Regions from separate parts of the Sus scrofa genome. Here region 1 is linked to region 2. A link is a contact called in public Hi-C data. All regions are on one chromosome and are shown on one strand. The core of a region is the stretch at or near the end of the contact, and the rest is flanking DNA. Distances in the headings are between cores, read along the strand shown. Region 1 holds the start of RPL11 (ribosomal protein L11). Region 2 holds the start of KDM1A (lysine demethylase 1A).

Region 1 (7,550 bases), core at 2,824-5,323, 620 kb after region 2:
GAGTTCCCATCGTAGCTTAGCAGTAATGAACCTGACTAGTATCCATGAGGACTCAGGTTTGTTCCCTGGCCTCGCTCAGTGGGTTAAGGATCTGGCATTGCCATGAGCTATGGTGTAGGTTGAAGACACCGCTTGGATCCCACGTTGCTGTGGCTGGGGTGTAGGCCAGCAGCTACAGCTCCAATTCCACCCCTAGTCTGAGAACTTCCATATGCCATGGGTGTGGCTCTAAAATAAGAGAGAGAGAAAAGAAATCTATCATCCATGAGGATGTGCGTTTGATCCCTGGCCTTGCTCAGTGGGTTAAGGATCCAGCGTTGTCACAAGCTGCAGCACAGGTCACAGGTGCAGCTCCACATTGCTGTGGCTGTGGTGTAGGCCAGCAGCTGCAGCTCTGATTCCACCCCAGCCTGGGAACTTCACATGCAAAGGTTGGGCCCTAACAAAGAACCAGAGAGCTTGGGGGGCGGGGGCTGCGGAGGTGGTCTCGGGGAGGAAAAGGTGTAAAGGGGAAAGCCCGGGGCAGCTTATTCATCAGCTCCTGGAACAGGTCTGGACTTTGGTGTTAGACCCCCTGATTTAAATAATATCTATAAATGTTACTAAACCTCTTGTGTCTTGTGTGCCCATCTGTAAAATGGGAAAACGATAATGTTTGCCTCCACAGGGATGTTGAAGGTTAAGTGAGTTGGTACCTACTGGTATCATCTATGAGCCATAATTAGCTATTCCTCACTACCCTGTGTGGGTACCGCTGTCCAGGGACTCGGACGGAGGAGAATTGTGGAGGGAGGGAATGAGAGGAGAGTTCTCAAGGAGAAGCTGTTTAGTATCTTCCTAGGTACGTGTTTCCCTCACGTTATTTTCTCAACTTTGACAATTTCAGAGTTCCAGAGAAGTGGCAAGAAGTCCCATGTATCCTTCATCTTGATTCCCCAAATCTTAAATTTACCATATTTGCTTTATCCTTTTCCCTCTAAATATATATTTTTTTCTGAACCATTTGATAGTAAACTGCAGATATGCTGCCCATTTCCTCCAAATACTGAATGCCTTTCTTTCTCTCTTCCCTCCCTCCCTTCCTTCCTTCTTCTTTTTCTAATGGCTGCCCCTTTGGCATATGGAAGTTCCCAAGGTAGGGGTCAAGTCAGAGCTATAGCTGCAGGCTTGTGCCACAGCCATGGCAACACCAGCTCCAAGCTGCATCTGTGAACTTCTCCACAGCATGTGGAAATACATATCCTTAACCCACTGAGTGAGGCCAGGGATTGAACCCACATCTCCATAAACTCTATGTCACAAACTCCTGCTGAGCCACAACAGGAACTCCAAGGTGTATTTCTTAAACCCAAGGACATTCTCTTATGTAACCAAGCTCACAAAATCAGATCAAGCATTAAATAACTGTACATACATTTCTGAAGTCTACGAATTTTGCCAATGGTCCTAATAATATGGCAAAAGACAATCCGGGATCATGTGCTGCATTCAGCTGTCTTTTTTGGGGGGGGGCACACCCACAGCATATGGAGGTTCCCAGGCTAGGGGTTGAATTGGAGCTGTAGCTGCCAGCCTACACCACAGCCTCAGCAACATGGGATCCGAGTTGAATCTGTGACATACACCACAGCTTACAGCAATGCCAGATCCCCGACCCATTGAGTGAGGCCAGGGATCGAACCCACATCCTCATGGATACTGGCTGGGTTTGTTACTGCTGCGCCCCAATGGGAACTCCCCATCCATTCAGCTATCCTATCCCTGGAGTTCTGGAGCAGTCCTGCCCTTGGCTTCCCCATCCGAGGGGTCCACCTGAGGCCCCCTACTCTGGACTAGCACTGGGTGCTTGATGGAAGAGGCTCAAAGGATGGGCCTCTTCTCTTTGCCTTCCTCCAATAGCCCAGCTTCCCAGAAGTGCCCTTTTTTTCCCCTAAAGATGAAACAGGAAGAACCTCTCTTGCCCTGTGGGGACGAGGAAGGAATTATGGCAGCAGGAGAAAGCCCCTTGGCTCCTTTTCTACCAAAGCCCTGTATGTTCTCCTGTCTCCATTTGTCCTTGTCAGAGGAATTGGCCAACCCAAGCCAGCTTCTGCCTGGGGTGTGGATCCTGGCACCTGCTGGATCCTGCTGTTGAGGATTTAGTGCAACCCAGGGAGGCCTCTTATTGCCTGAGACTGGAGTCCTTGTCTGCTAGAGACCAATCTGCAAGCCATCTGTGTGCCCGCAGGATGACACTCTCTTGATAATATACCATGCCTAATACTTTTTCTGGGGGGAGAGGGGTTGCTTGAATATAGTGGGTTTATGCTAATAAGAGTAACCACTTGTTGTGGGCTTAACTATGTGCTCTACACAATTCATTTTTCACAGCAATCCCCATGTGATATAAGTTCTCAGTTTAAAGCTGAGCTGTTTTGGAAGCTCCCATTGTGGCTCAGTGGGTTAAAAACTGAACATGGTCTCCGTGAGGATGTGGGTTTGATCCCTGGCCTTGCCCAGTGGGTTGAGGATCCTGGGTCACGGAAAGCTGGGGCATAGGTCAGATCTGGTGTTGCTGTGACATGCTGCAGGCGCAACCATAAAAAAGAAAAAAAAAGAGCCAAAATGCAAAGAGGTTATAGCTGTCCTTCAATAAAACAGTAGCCAGAATAAATGTTAAAAAAAAAAAATTTTAAAAGCCGAGGTGTTTTGTGTTTGGCCACACCCAAGCATGCGAAATTTTTTCAGCCAGAAATCGAACCTGCGCCACAACAGTGACAGCACTGGATCCTTAACCACTAGGCCATCAGGGAACTCCCATAAACTGAGGGAAACTATAGATGAGAGAGGTCTAATTAGTAACCCGCCCAAAGTCACATAACTATTAAGCTAGACCAGACAGGACCATATTTACCCCTCTTGGCCAACACTCTGCTCTAATTACTATTTAAATATTTAAATGCCATTTGTTTACATTGTTACAGAATAAAACTTTTACTTTATAATTTGCACAGTTGACTTAGTGTCTTTCTGGCCGTCTCAACACGCAAGAACCACCCGTTTCTGAGGCTATGGGCGGGAACAATCTCAAGAGGGACGGGAAGCTCAAGGAAATATACCTATTCAGGGAACTTTAAAAACCGCTTTTGGAGAGCCCCGATCCCAGTAGCCAGCGTCACCTGCAGTTGCCATCTGTGTCCACGAAGGGGAAGCCGACTCTAGGCCGTTCCAGACGCGCCTCTCTTCCTCTTCATCGTCTCGCTGGTTAGCTTGGGATAAGAGCCCGCCTCCTGGCCCATAAGGCCCCGGGTCGGAAGTCTCACACTCTCTTCCTGTTTCCCATCATGGCGGTGAGTGTGGGATCCCCGGCTTTGCTTTCCTTCATCCGCCTCCATCCAGGGCCAGCGGAGCCTGTAAGGGTTATCTCGCCCGCGGCGCGAGGAGAGCGGATCCCGCAATGCTGGCCGTGCCGAAATTGGCGGACCCACGCGAGGCGAGGGCACGGAGCTGGATCCTGTCACTTTCCTCCCACCCTCCCAGGGGCGGGCTCGGGGCAGCCGCCAGAGGCCCAAAAGCACGGCCTGCGGGCTGCAGCGAGGGCCGGTGAAATGATCGGAGGGGCCTGGGACGCGGGGTCCGGACCTGTTGATGTTCCCGGGACCTTGAAACTTGTTTTTTGCTGGAGAGCCTTACCGGTTTCTCCCTTAGGGCGGACGCCAGGCTTCGGCCGCAGCTACTAGACAGCTTCCGAATCGGGTGCGGGACGCTGCACAGCCATGTGCTCGCTGCTTTCTCCCCCTCGTCGGTCGTGTAATGGGGGCGCCCTTCACCTTAGTTTGACCTTGGGGTGCATCCTTAGTGTAACTTTTACACCATACCTGTCCTGTTGCTTTCACCTGTTCCGTGCCCGGGGGAAGGAGAAACAAAACCCCAAGATGTCTTTCTCCAGTGCCTCCCAGACAAACGTAGTGTTAGTTCTTTAACTTCCAGGGCTTCCTTTGGGGTTTGGGATGCGCAGAAACAACGCTGTGTAACTATTGGGCTGCCAGCTGTGGCGGGTTCCGTGTGTTGACCGCGGCGCTTCCCTGTTGCAGCAGGATCAAGGTGAAAAAGAAAACCCCATGCGGGAACTTCGCATCCGCAAGCTCTGCCTCAACATCTGCGTTGGGGAGAGTGGAGACAGACTGACCCGGGCAGCCAAGGTGCTGGAGCAGCTCACAGGCCAGACTCCTGTGTTTCCAAAGGTGAGTAGTGGCGTCTGGGTATGTCCCGACGTTCCTTACTTAACCTGTTGTCCAGTCTGTTTTGTATTCATTTTGAAGGTGACAGTTGACATCTCTTAAGCGTTGCCTTCTTGAGTTTCCTAAGGAGTATCTTCTTTCACGATAGGGTGGGCTGAAATACAAAGTCTGATTAGCAGTTAGGGTTATGTAGGCTACGTTAAGAATAGGCTGTGTATTTAGATTAACCTGGTTCAAATCCTGGTTCCATGACTTGCTAGTCTGTGATTTACTTTCCTTATTTGTATACCAGGGATGATCATATTTCGTTATAAGGTTGTGGGAGATAGAATGGGTTATATGAAATGCCTGCTACATGCCAAGCACCATGTCGGCATTGTTATTGTTAGACATATATTTGGGTGAGTGTGTGTTTAGAATTTTGTTGCTTTAGGGTAAGGGAATGTAGCAAGTCTTTGAATTCACAGCCTACCTCTTGTTATCAACTGATCTTGTGCAAGTTAACCTCTCACAGCCTCCTGTAAAATGGGGTACAAGTACAGTAAAGTGTTACCGAATGTAAGCTATTCAGTGGCCTAGTCTGATGGTGAACTTGCCTTTCTTGAGACTTTGACATTATGACTTTAACATTTTAATTGCTGAAGTGTGTCTGTGACTTGGAAGTTGGAAGATCTGTTTTCTGTGTTATAAATGAATGATGAACAGATATAGGTGACACTGGTAAGAATACCACGGCTATAGAGTGGGTGGATACCTGATGTCCCTCTGAAGTTGTGGAGGTGGTGTTTTGGGGAAGGGGGGAGTTCAGTGAGAGTGTGCCAAGAGCTGACTCCTTGTTACCCCATCTGCAGCTAGATACACCGTCAGATCCTTTGGCATCAGGAGAAATGAAAAGATTGCCGTCCACTGCACAGTCCGTGGGGCCAAGGCAGAAGAAATACTTGAGAAAGGTCTAAAGGTGAGGCTGACCCCTCATGGGGTAATAGTAGTAAGGAGCGCCAGTAACATACTGACAGTGGCGATAGTTACTGTTTTCAGATCTTTTGAACTTCTAATGGGTCATTCCTTCCCTAGGAAAGTTAGTGAAGTTATGTGGAATCCATAGTAGAGTGTGACTTGGAGTGGGGGAAAAATCTGATTTCGTTCCTGTCCAAATTACATTGGATTGTGTTTCTGGGGTCCTGAGTGTTGCAGGCTAGCGAGTGGTGGAGGGGTGTGAGTTGACAGGGAATGATTGCTCTGTTTTTCTCCACAGGTGCGAGAGTACGAGTTAAGAAAAAATAACTTCTCGGATACTGGAAACTTTGGTTTTGGGATCCAAGAACACATCGATCTGGGGATCAAATATGACCCAAGCATTGGTATCTACGGCCTGGACTTCTACGTGGTATGAATACTTGTTTCCACTCCTGGTCTGTGAGAGTGGGATCTGCTTCTCTTTATTTCATCTGTGCTCTCTCGATATTCACACGTTGCACTGGGGCTTTGAGTGTTGTCTGTCTTCTCTCTGCTGGGAAGATAGGCCTCGGTGGTGACAGGTGTGGGGTTATTAGCACCGACTGAACGAGATGGGCAAGATCTCTACCATTGTGAGGCTTATGGTCTAGCACTGACCATGGCTTAAAGATGGACAAAGGAAACCATTTCATCCAGCCACTGAACTGAAAATTTAGGAGAGAGTATTGGGGTTGTATTTGGCTTGGGGGTTGGCTGCACTGAGGCTGCTCTTTCCCTGCTCTTTCTCCAGACCCAGGGAATGGGGTGGCTTCCATCTAGAGAAGCAAGTTTGGTAATGAGGCTCTTTGCTCAGGATGGGGGGGGTGTGAATGCATAAGTGGCCATTTGTGTTACTGTAATGCTTTGGTCAGGCATCAGAGTAAATCGCAAAACTCGGGAGTCCTGACTAGAGGGAACCCAAGCAACAGCAGCCCCCTCATTAGTAGATTTGAACATCCACACAAACGATAGCGATGTGTAGATGCTCACGGGGGACAGCAAACCTATAAGAAAAGCACTTTGGGGAGTTCCATTGCGGCTCAGTGGTAATGAACCAGACTAGTATCCATGAGGGTGCTGGTTTGATCCCTGTCCCCACTTGGTTGAGGAGCTGGCATTTCCATGAGCTGTGGTATAGGTTGCAGATGTGGCTCGGATCTGGTGTGGCTGTGGTGTAGGCCAGCAGCTGTAGCTCCGATTCGACCCCTAGCCTGGGAACTTCCACATGCTGTAGGTGTGGCCCTTAAAAAAAAGAAAAAGAAGGAACATTGGAGCTGAAGCAGAAGGGGAAAATTAACTATTTCTTTGTGCTTCTGGACATTTTGAAATTTCTACAATGCACATAAGAAAATAAGACTTATTCAAGTGTTACTCTATAAAATGGCATATGGAGGCAGTGGTGAATCCTTAGCTACCATTGGAAGTTAGGTGGGGGTGGCGGGGAGGTGCTGCAAGTCTGGCCTCCAGAGCAAACCTATAGTAAGGTGGTGTGTCCTCCAGGCTGCTGGTCACAGTTCCATCAGACACTGAGGAATGGGTCTCTTGCTCCAGAGTTCATTGGGCCACCGGGTGACTCGGAGAGGAATCTCTTCAATGTGTGAGTCTTGTCTGTCTGCTCTTGACTTTGAGCTGGCTAGGTGACTGTTGGTTATTCCTGGGACAGGTGCTGGGTAGGCCAGGTTTCAGCATCGCAGACAAGAAGCGCAGGACAGGCTGCATTGGGGCCAAACACAGAATCAGCAAAGAGGAGGCCATGCGCTGGTTCCAGCAGAAGGTAAACTTGATCTGTCTCAGGAAGTGGTGGAGTGTGGTGTTGGTGAATGGAGTTGGGATATGGGGGTGAAAAATCTAGCACCCTTTGGTGGGTAGCTTCTTTAAGATAGAACTTTTGGGCACCTGGCAAATGGGCTTCCAGGGTTGGTGGTTTAAACCTTCCAGAACCAAGCTTTCTCTGCAGCCCCATGAATGCAGGTAGCTGGAAGGGGAGGGATATGGTTTTAATAGGAGCCCCCTCTTCTCAGGGTACAGTGCAGGTGAGCACAGTGTAGCAGTTGTTAAAACTGGCCAGCTTCCTGTTTAAGCATATGGGATTGACAGTTGAAGTCCATGTGTGTGATTTGAATTCTCAAACGTTAGCCATTGCTGCGATCTTTACTGTTACCTCCTGTTCTGAAAAAATAAAATCTGTTCTCTTTCAGTATGATGGGATCATCCTTCCTGGCAAATAAATTCCCGTTTCTATTCAAAAGGCTAATAAAAAGTTTTCATTGAAATGTACAATTACTGTGTGTGTTCTGTGAAAGGAGCCTGGCCATATTCAAGTCCTTGGACCTC
Region 2 (6,719 bases), core at 1,850-4,349:
CCCAACTGGTATCCATGAGGATGTGAGTTCTATCCCTGGCCTCTCTCAGGGGTTAAAAATCTGGCGTTGCCAGAAGCTGCTGCGTAGGCCACAGACACTCCTCAGATCTGGCATTGCTGTGGCTTTGGCATAGGCTGGCAGCTGTATCTCTTATTTGACCGCTAGCCTGGAAACTTCCATATGCCAAGGGTGCAGCCCTAAAAAAAAGAGAGACAAAAATAAATAAATAAATTCTGTCTCATAGAAAATATGTCAGAATTTACTGTTTTATGGCCTTGTAGGACTTTTTTTTCTTTTCTTTTTAGTGCTGCACCTGCGGCATATGGAAGTTCTCAGGCTAGGGGTCAAATCGGAGCTACAGCTGCCAGCCTACAGCCACAACCACAGCAATGCAGGATCCCAATCATGTCTGCAACCTACACCACAGCTCACAGCAACATGGGATCCTTAACTTACTGAGCAAGGCCAGGGATCAAACCTGCATCTTCATGGATCCTAGTCAGGTTCGTTACTGCTGAGCCATGAAGGAACTCCCCATTTTTTTTCTTATTCAACTTTGCAGTCTTAGTCCAGCATTCTGTGTTCCGTTGACCAGTGACTTTATATCAGTTTCTCCTATTTTCCCTTGAACCAGCTTTACCATCCTGCTGATTCCCTCAATAATGAGTAAAATAAATCTTTGACATATGCTCACTATTTTGTATGGGAGTTCTCTCTCTCTCTCTCTTTTTTTAAGGGTCGCATCTGGAAACCTAAAAGTTCCCAGGCTAGGGGTTGAATGGGAGGGGCAGCTGCCAGCCTACACCACAGCTCATGACAACATCAGAGCCTTAACCCACTGAGCCACAATGGGAACTCTAGGAGTTCTCTATGTTCAGATGTAAATTTTAATGACTATGCTATTCTAATATATTTAATTATATAAGGCCACTTGTTGGGCCTTTAGGAACCTGAGATAAACACATGGAAGTTAAATCTTTGTACACATAGTTAAATATTTCCCAAGAAAATTTTCCTCGAAAGTGGAATTGCTGGGTCAAAGGATACACATATTTTTAAAATCTCATTTAAATTGTAACAAATTACTAAATGTGCAAAACTGTTAGCTAGAACTACAGGGTTTAAACAAGCAAGCTTCCATCTCCTGCCTCACCCGCTTCTCACTTTGTACCACTCAGACAACCAATTCCAACTTTTCAGCGGTTTCTTCTGGTGCCTATCTTGTTATATCTAAATAGTATGCTTATACTGTTATTTATGAATTTCTGAATTTTTTTTTTTTTTTGGCTGCTCCCACAGTATATGGAAGTTCATGGGCCAGGAATGGAATCTGAGCCACAGCTGCTGCAACCTACCTCACAGCTGCAGCAAGGCCAGATCCTTAACCCACTGGGCCTTAGCAACCACCCAAGCCAATGCGGAGACCACTCTCATCCTTAAACCACTATACCACAGCAAGAACTCCCAAATTGCTCAATTTTGACACGCTCTATCTTCTTATGATGGTAGATGGGGATTTAGCTCTGATGTTGAACCCCCTCCATTCCCACATTGCCCCCTCTTCTGCAAACCCCTCTCACCCCTGTCTCCACACTCTCTTTTCTCCATTTTCTCAATATAATTCTATCCCTTTGGTTAAAACAATATTCATTCCATCTGTTATTGTAGACCCATCAGTGTAGTTCACAGCTGAGCCATATGTTGTATTGTGATTACACTTTTTGGCATAGCTTCTAGTTTTCTGAACTTGTCTCTTTTTCTGTTTGCTTAGTTTAAAAAATAATAATTCAAGGAGTTCCCACTGTGGTGCAAGGGAATCGGGGCATCTCTGCAGCACCAGGACACAGGTTGGACCCTTGACCCGGCACAGTGGGTTAAAGGATCCAGTGCTGCTGTAGCTGTGGCATAGGTTGAAACAGCTGCTGGGAACTGAGCCCTGATCCCTGGCCCAGGAACTCCATATGCCTAGGGTGGCTAAAATTAAAAAAATAATAATAATAATTCAACTTCATCGAAGTACAGTTGACATAAAATATACCTATTTTATGTGTATAGTTAAAATGAGTTTTGACTAATACACTCACACCCCAATCACGATAGGAAACATTTCAATCACTCTCAGCCTGTTCTCTCCAGCTCTTTTGAAGTCAACCTCCACCCTCATCCCAGGCAACCACTGATTGGAGTCTATCACTAGAGATTAATTTCACCAGTTCTCAAACTTCCATTGTTTGAAAATTACGCTTTGAAGACACAGACTTGTGAAAAAGCAATTACCGCTCCATGTCCCAGTGGGAATAAACTTGAACGCAGTCTGTTCCAAGTCAGTGAAGTATTCCTTGAGGAATTAAAAGAATAAACCACCACCACCATCAGCGACATTAGAAAGAATTAACCTGGAGTGGAAAGATGTCATGTTGTGGGGATGGGGAGCGTAGGAGTGGAAAAGGGTGCGAGTGAGGGAGTGTGAAGGAGGGAGAGGGTCCAGACAAAATGAAGAGCATAAACAAAGCTCTGGAAGCAAGGGCAATCCCTTCTGGACGCATATTGCGTTTCCTATTTTATTTTCCATTTTATTACCACGAAACTCAGTTGCTCTCCAAGATTCCCCCAGTTCAAGTAGGACAATTATGAATAGTAAATAAGATCTACCAGTTACATGTCAGTGTTTTCCCTCACTAAACTGTAAACTATTTGAAAGCCAGAACTTGTCAGTCAGTAAAGCTTAATAAATATTGGTTGAGTTGACAAGTAGGTGAATGAGAATGAATGAATGAATGAATGAATGAATGAGGGAGCACGCAAGTCCCTGGAGGAAATGGTCGCCCTCGGAGGTGCAATCCGGCCCAGAAACCCTAGGGTAGGGACGGTGTTGGGACCGATCCCAAAGGCTAAGGAGACGCTCTAGGAAAGCATCGCGCTGTTTGCCATGGCGCCGCTCTAGCCTGGAGGACGCCGCTCTATGGCAGCGGGGAGGGCGGGGCCGTGGGCGTCTCTGGCCTTATTGTCCCGGCGCGGCGGGAGCGCGCTCCGCGCGTGTGCGTTCACGGCGGCGGTTGGTAGCGCGCAGACTGTGTGAAGTGAGGCAAGGCGGCTTCGGACCCACGGACCGACAGACCGAGCGGCCCCTACGGCCGTCGGCGGCCAGGCGGCCCGAGATGTTGTCTGGGAAGAAAGCAGCAGCCGCCGCAGCGGCGGCGGCGGCGGCGGCAGCGGCCGGGTCGGAGGCCGGTGCCTCGGCAGCGGGCGGCGCGGAGAACGGCTCGGAGGTGACTGCGCCGCCCGCGGGCCTGTCCGGCCCCGCCGAGGCCGGGCCGGGGGCAGCTGGGGAGCGCACTCCCCGCAAGAAGGAGCCCCCGCGAGCCTCTCCCCCCGGGGGCCTGGCCGAGCCGCCGGGGTCCGCCGGGCCTCAAGCCGGGCCTACCGTCGTGCCTGGATCTGCGACCCCCATGGAAACGGGAATCGCAGAGACTCCGGAGGGGCGACGGACCAGCCGGCGCAAGCGGGCGAAGGTGAGGCGCGACCCCTCCCTTGAACCACAAATCCCAGTACCTAGCTTCCTCGAGCTTGTCCAGCCCCATAACCACTCACCCTCGCTTGCCGGGGTCTTGGGCCTTGAGCCCCACGCCCACCTCGACCTCCCCAGTCACGGATCTCCACCCACCCCCCCACTAGTCGGGTGGGTGGGGTGAGAGAGGGGAAGGTCTTTGCCAGCGGTGAATGCGTCTTTGTGCTGGGACCCGGCCGTCCAGGGAGAAAGGGGGATGGCGGGGAGAGCTGTTTTACTCGTTGCATCTCGTACACCTTTTCCTTTTCTTGGTTGGGAAAAAATGGCTCCCTGACGTGGAGTTGTGGTGGGCCTTGTTGAAGACGTATATCACTTGTTCACAGATGTATCTGGAAGCCGCTCGGCAGTATTTTTGTGTTTCAGCTGGGAGCGTGTTGGGGCTGTAGGATGATGCTAAAGAAATTGCCTTAGCCTTGAAGACAGAAAAAAAGGAAGTTTTTTGGTTTTTTTTTTCGAGCCCTTTCTGTATGCTGGAGAGTTTTCCTCTTTTTCTTTTTATCCTGTCAACGTTCTTTTGACGTAGATTTTTACAAAGGAGGAAGCTGATGAAGAGGGCAAATATCAATTAGTCAAGGTGTAGATATACAGGAAGAAAAAGATTTGTCACATGACGATATGTACAGGCGATAGCTTGCCTCACATCTCTGGGTGCCAGGTGCTGTGTTCAGAGCGTCACCAACATTGTATTTTGGCTAAACACCAATTGGCAGGTATTGCTAGCCCCACTTGAGGAATGAGTAAACTGAGGCACACAGTTTAAGCAACTTGCCCAGAGTCACAAAGCTGGGTAAGTGGTGGAACTGGAATGTAAGCCCTACACTTACAATGTGATAAGGTATCATCAGCCTCTGAAACAAAGGACCACATGGGACACCAGCAATAAGCAGAACACTGGGGCAGTACTAGGGCACAAACTTTAGACTTGGGCCTTTTCTGGCGATTTCATGGTACAGTTGGAAAAACTGGAAATGTATGTACATAGAACTTTTAAGTAAGTAAATATTTTAAGTTGTGTAATTTATGTAACACATAAATGTGTATGAGGAGCTTCTTGAGTATTGCCCAGACAGAGCCTTCAGGTTGAACTGCCCCTTTGAGAATACTCTGTGCTCAGTATGAAGGAGAGAAGTCTCTGAGGGGGCTTTTACTAAAACATGAGTTAGAAAGGCACAGAGGTTGGCAACTCCCAACTCTCAGAAATGAAGTAGAAGGCAGAAGCCCAACTGGTTTGTTTTTTGTTTTGTTTTGTTTTTGTCTTTTTTAGGGCCGAAACCACGTCATATGGAGGTTCCCGCGCTAGGGGTTAATCTGAGCCGTAGCTGCTGGCCTGCATCACAGCCACAGCAATACCAGATCTGAGCCAAGTCTGCAACCTACATCACAGCTCACGGCAATGCCAGATCCTTAACCCACTGAGCGAGGCCAGGGATCGAACCTCATGGATACTAGTTTCCACTGAGCCATGGTGGGAATTCCCCAAGTGCTTTTTGTTTGTTTTTCTTTTTATGGCCACACCTGGGGCATATAGAAATTCCAGGGCCAGGGATGAATCTTAGCTGCATCGGGAACCCACGCCACATCCACAGCAATACCTATGCTGCAAGCTTACTGCAAGGCTGGATCCTGAGCAAGGCCAGGGATCAAATCTGCATCCTCAAAGAGACAATGTCAGGTCCTTAACCGGCTGAGCCACAACGAGAACTCCCCTTAGGTGTTTTGGGTTTTTTTGGGTTTTTTTTGCTTTTTAAGGCCACACTGGAGGCATATGGAGGTTCCCAAGCTACGGGTTGAATCTGAGCTGCAGCTGCTGGCCTATACCATGCCACAGCAATGCAGGGTCCGAGCCATGTCTTCGATCTATCCCGTAGCTCTCAGCAATGCCAGATCCCCAACCCACTGTGCAGGGCCAGGGATCGAACCCAAGTTCTCATGGATACTAGTTGGATTCGTTGCTGCTGAGCCACAACGGGAACTCCTTGTAGACTTTTTAATGGTGGCCATTCTGACTGGTATAAGGTGGTACTTCATTGTAGTTTTGATTAGCATTTCTCTAATAATTAGTGATGATGAGCATCTTTTCATGTATCTCTTGGCTGTCTGTACATCTTCTTTGGAGAAATGTCTAAGTCTCCCACTCATTTTTCAACTAGGTTGTTTTTTTATTATTGAATTGTACGAGCTGTTTGTATATTTTAGAAATTAAGCCCTTGTCAGTCACAGAATTTTCTCCCAGTCCTTAGGTTGTCTTTTTGCCTTTTTTATGGTTTTCTTTGCTGTGCAAAAGCTTATAAGTTTGATTAGGTCCCATTTGTTTATTTTTGCTTTTATTTCTATTGCCTTGAGGAACTGACCTAAGAAAACATTGGTATGATATATGTCAGAAAATGTTTTGCCTGTGTTCCCTTCTAGGAGTTTCATGATGTCATGTCTTATAATTAAGTATAAGCCATTTCAAGTTTATTTTTATGTGTGTTGTGACTCTGTGTTTAACTTCATTGATTGACATTTAGCTGTCCAGCTTTCCCAATAGCACTTGCTGAAGAGACTTTCTTTTCCCCATTGTATATTCTTGCCTCCTTTGTTGAAGATTAATTGTCCGTAGATGTGTGGGCAGTGTAGATGGATCTTGCTTCAAGAGTTTAATGGCTTATGAAAGGGATATATCTATATTTCATGGCCTGAGCACTTATTCAGTTTGGGGGACTCTTAAAAAAAAGTATGTTGAAAAATAATAAAACTAGAGAACAATGAAAAAATTATGTATACATAAACGTGTGTATAATTATGTAAACAAGTAAATGTGTATGTAATTATGTAATCAAAACTTGATTCAGGGGAGCTCCCATCGTGGTGTAGTGGCTAACAAATCCGACTAGGAACCATGAGGTTGCGGGTTCGATACCTGGCCTTGCTCAGTGGGTTAAAGATCCGGTGTTGCCATGAGCTGTGGTGTAGGTTGCAGATGCGGCTTGGATCCCGCATTGCTGTGGCTCTGGCATAGGCCGGTGGCTACAGCTCCGATTAGACCCCTAGCCCGGGAATCTCCATATGCCGAGGGAGTGGCCCTAGAAAAGGCAAAAAAAAGAAAATTTGATTCAGAGTATTGGAAGGAGTCCATGCAACTGAAGGTCCCTGATGCTTAAGTTTCATT

Evidence for each region. A called contact is a pair of places that touch in the nucleus more often than the background predicts.
Region 1: a contact with region 2 is called in a Hi-C map of liver, with 7 times the contacts expected there. The contact joins the promoter of RPL11 here to the promoter of KDM1A in region 2. A contact is called at or near these places in 1 of 5 promoter capture datasets (liver), 4 of 47 Hi-C or Micro-C datasets (heart right ventricle, liver, psoas muscle and 1 more) and 1 of 2 datasets of contacts at active chromatin or transcription factors (skeletal muscle).

What each region holds. Positions count from the first base shown.
Region 1 is chr6:81,519,437-81,526,986 of Sscrofa11.1, forward strand. It overlaps RPL11 (ribosomal protein L11), which reads left to right and starts at 4,074. Exons shown (of 6, transcript NM_001001638.1): 1 at 4,074-4,215; 2 at 4,218-4,223; 3 at 5,072-5,178; 4 at 5,476-5,607; 5 at 6,880-6,990; 6 at 7,415-7,489. The coding sequence starts at 4,074. The coding sequence ends at 7,444.
Region 2 is chr6:80,900,397-80,907,115 of Sscrofa11.1, forward strand. It overlaps KDM1A (lysine demethylase 1A), which reads left to right and starts at 3,100. Exons shown (of 22, transcript NM_001112687.1): 1 at 3,100-3,512. The coding sequence starts at 3,159.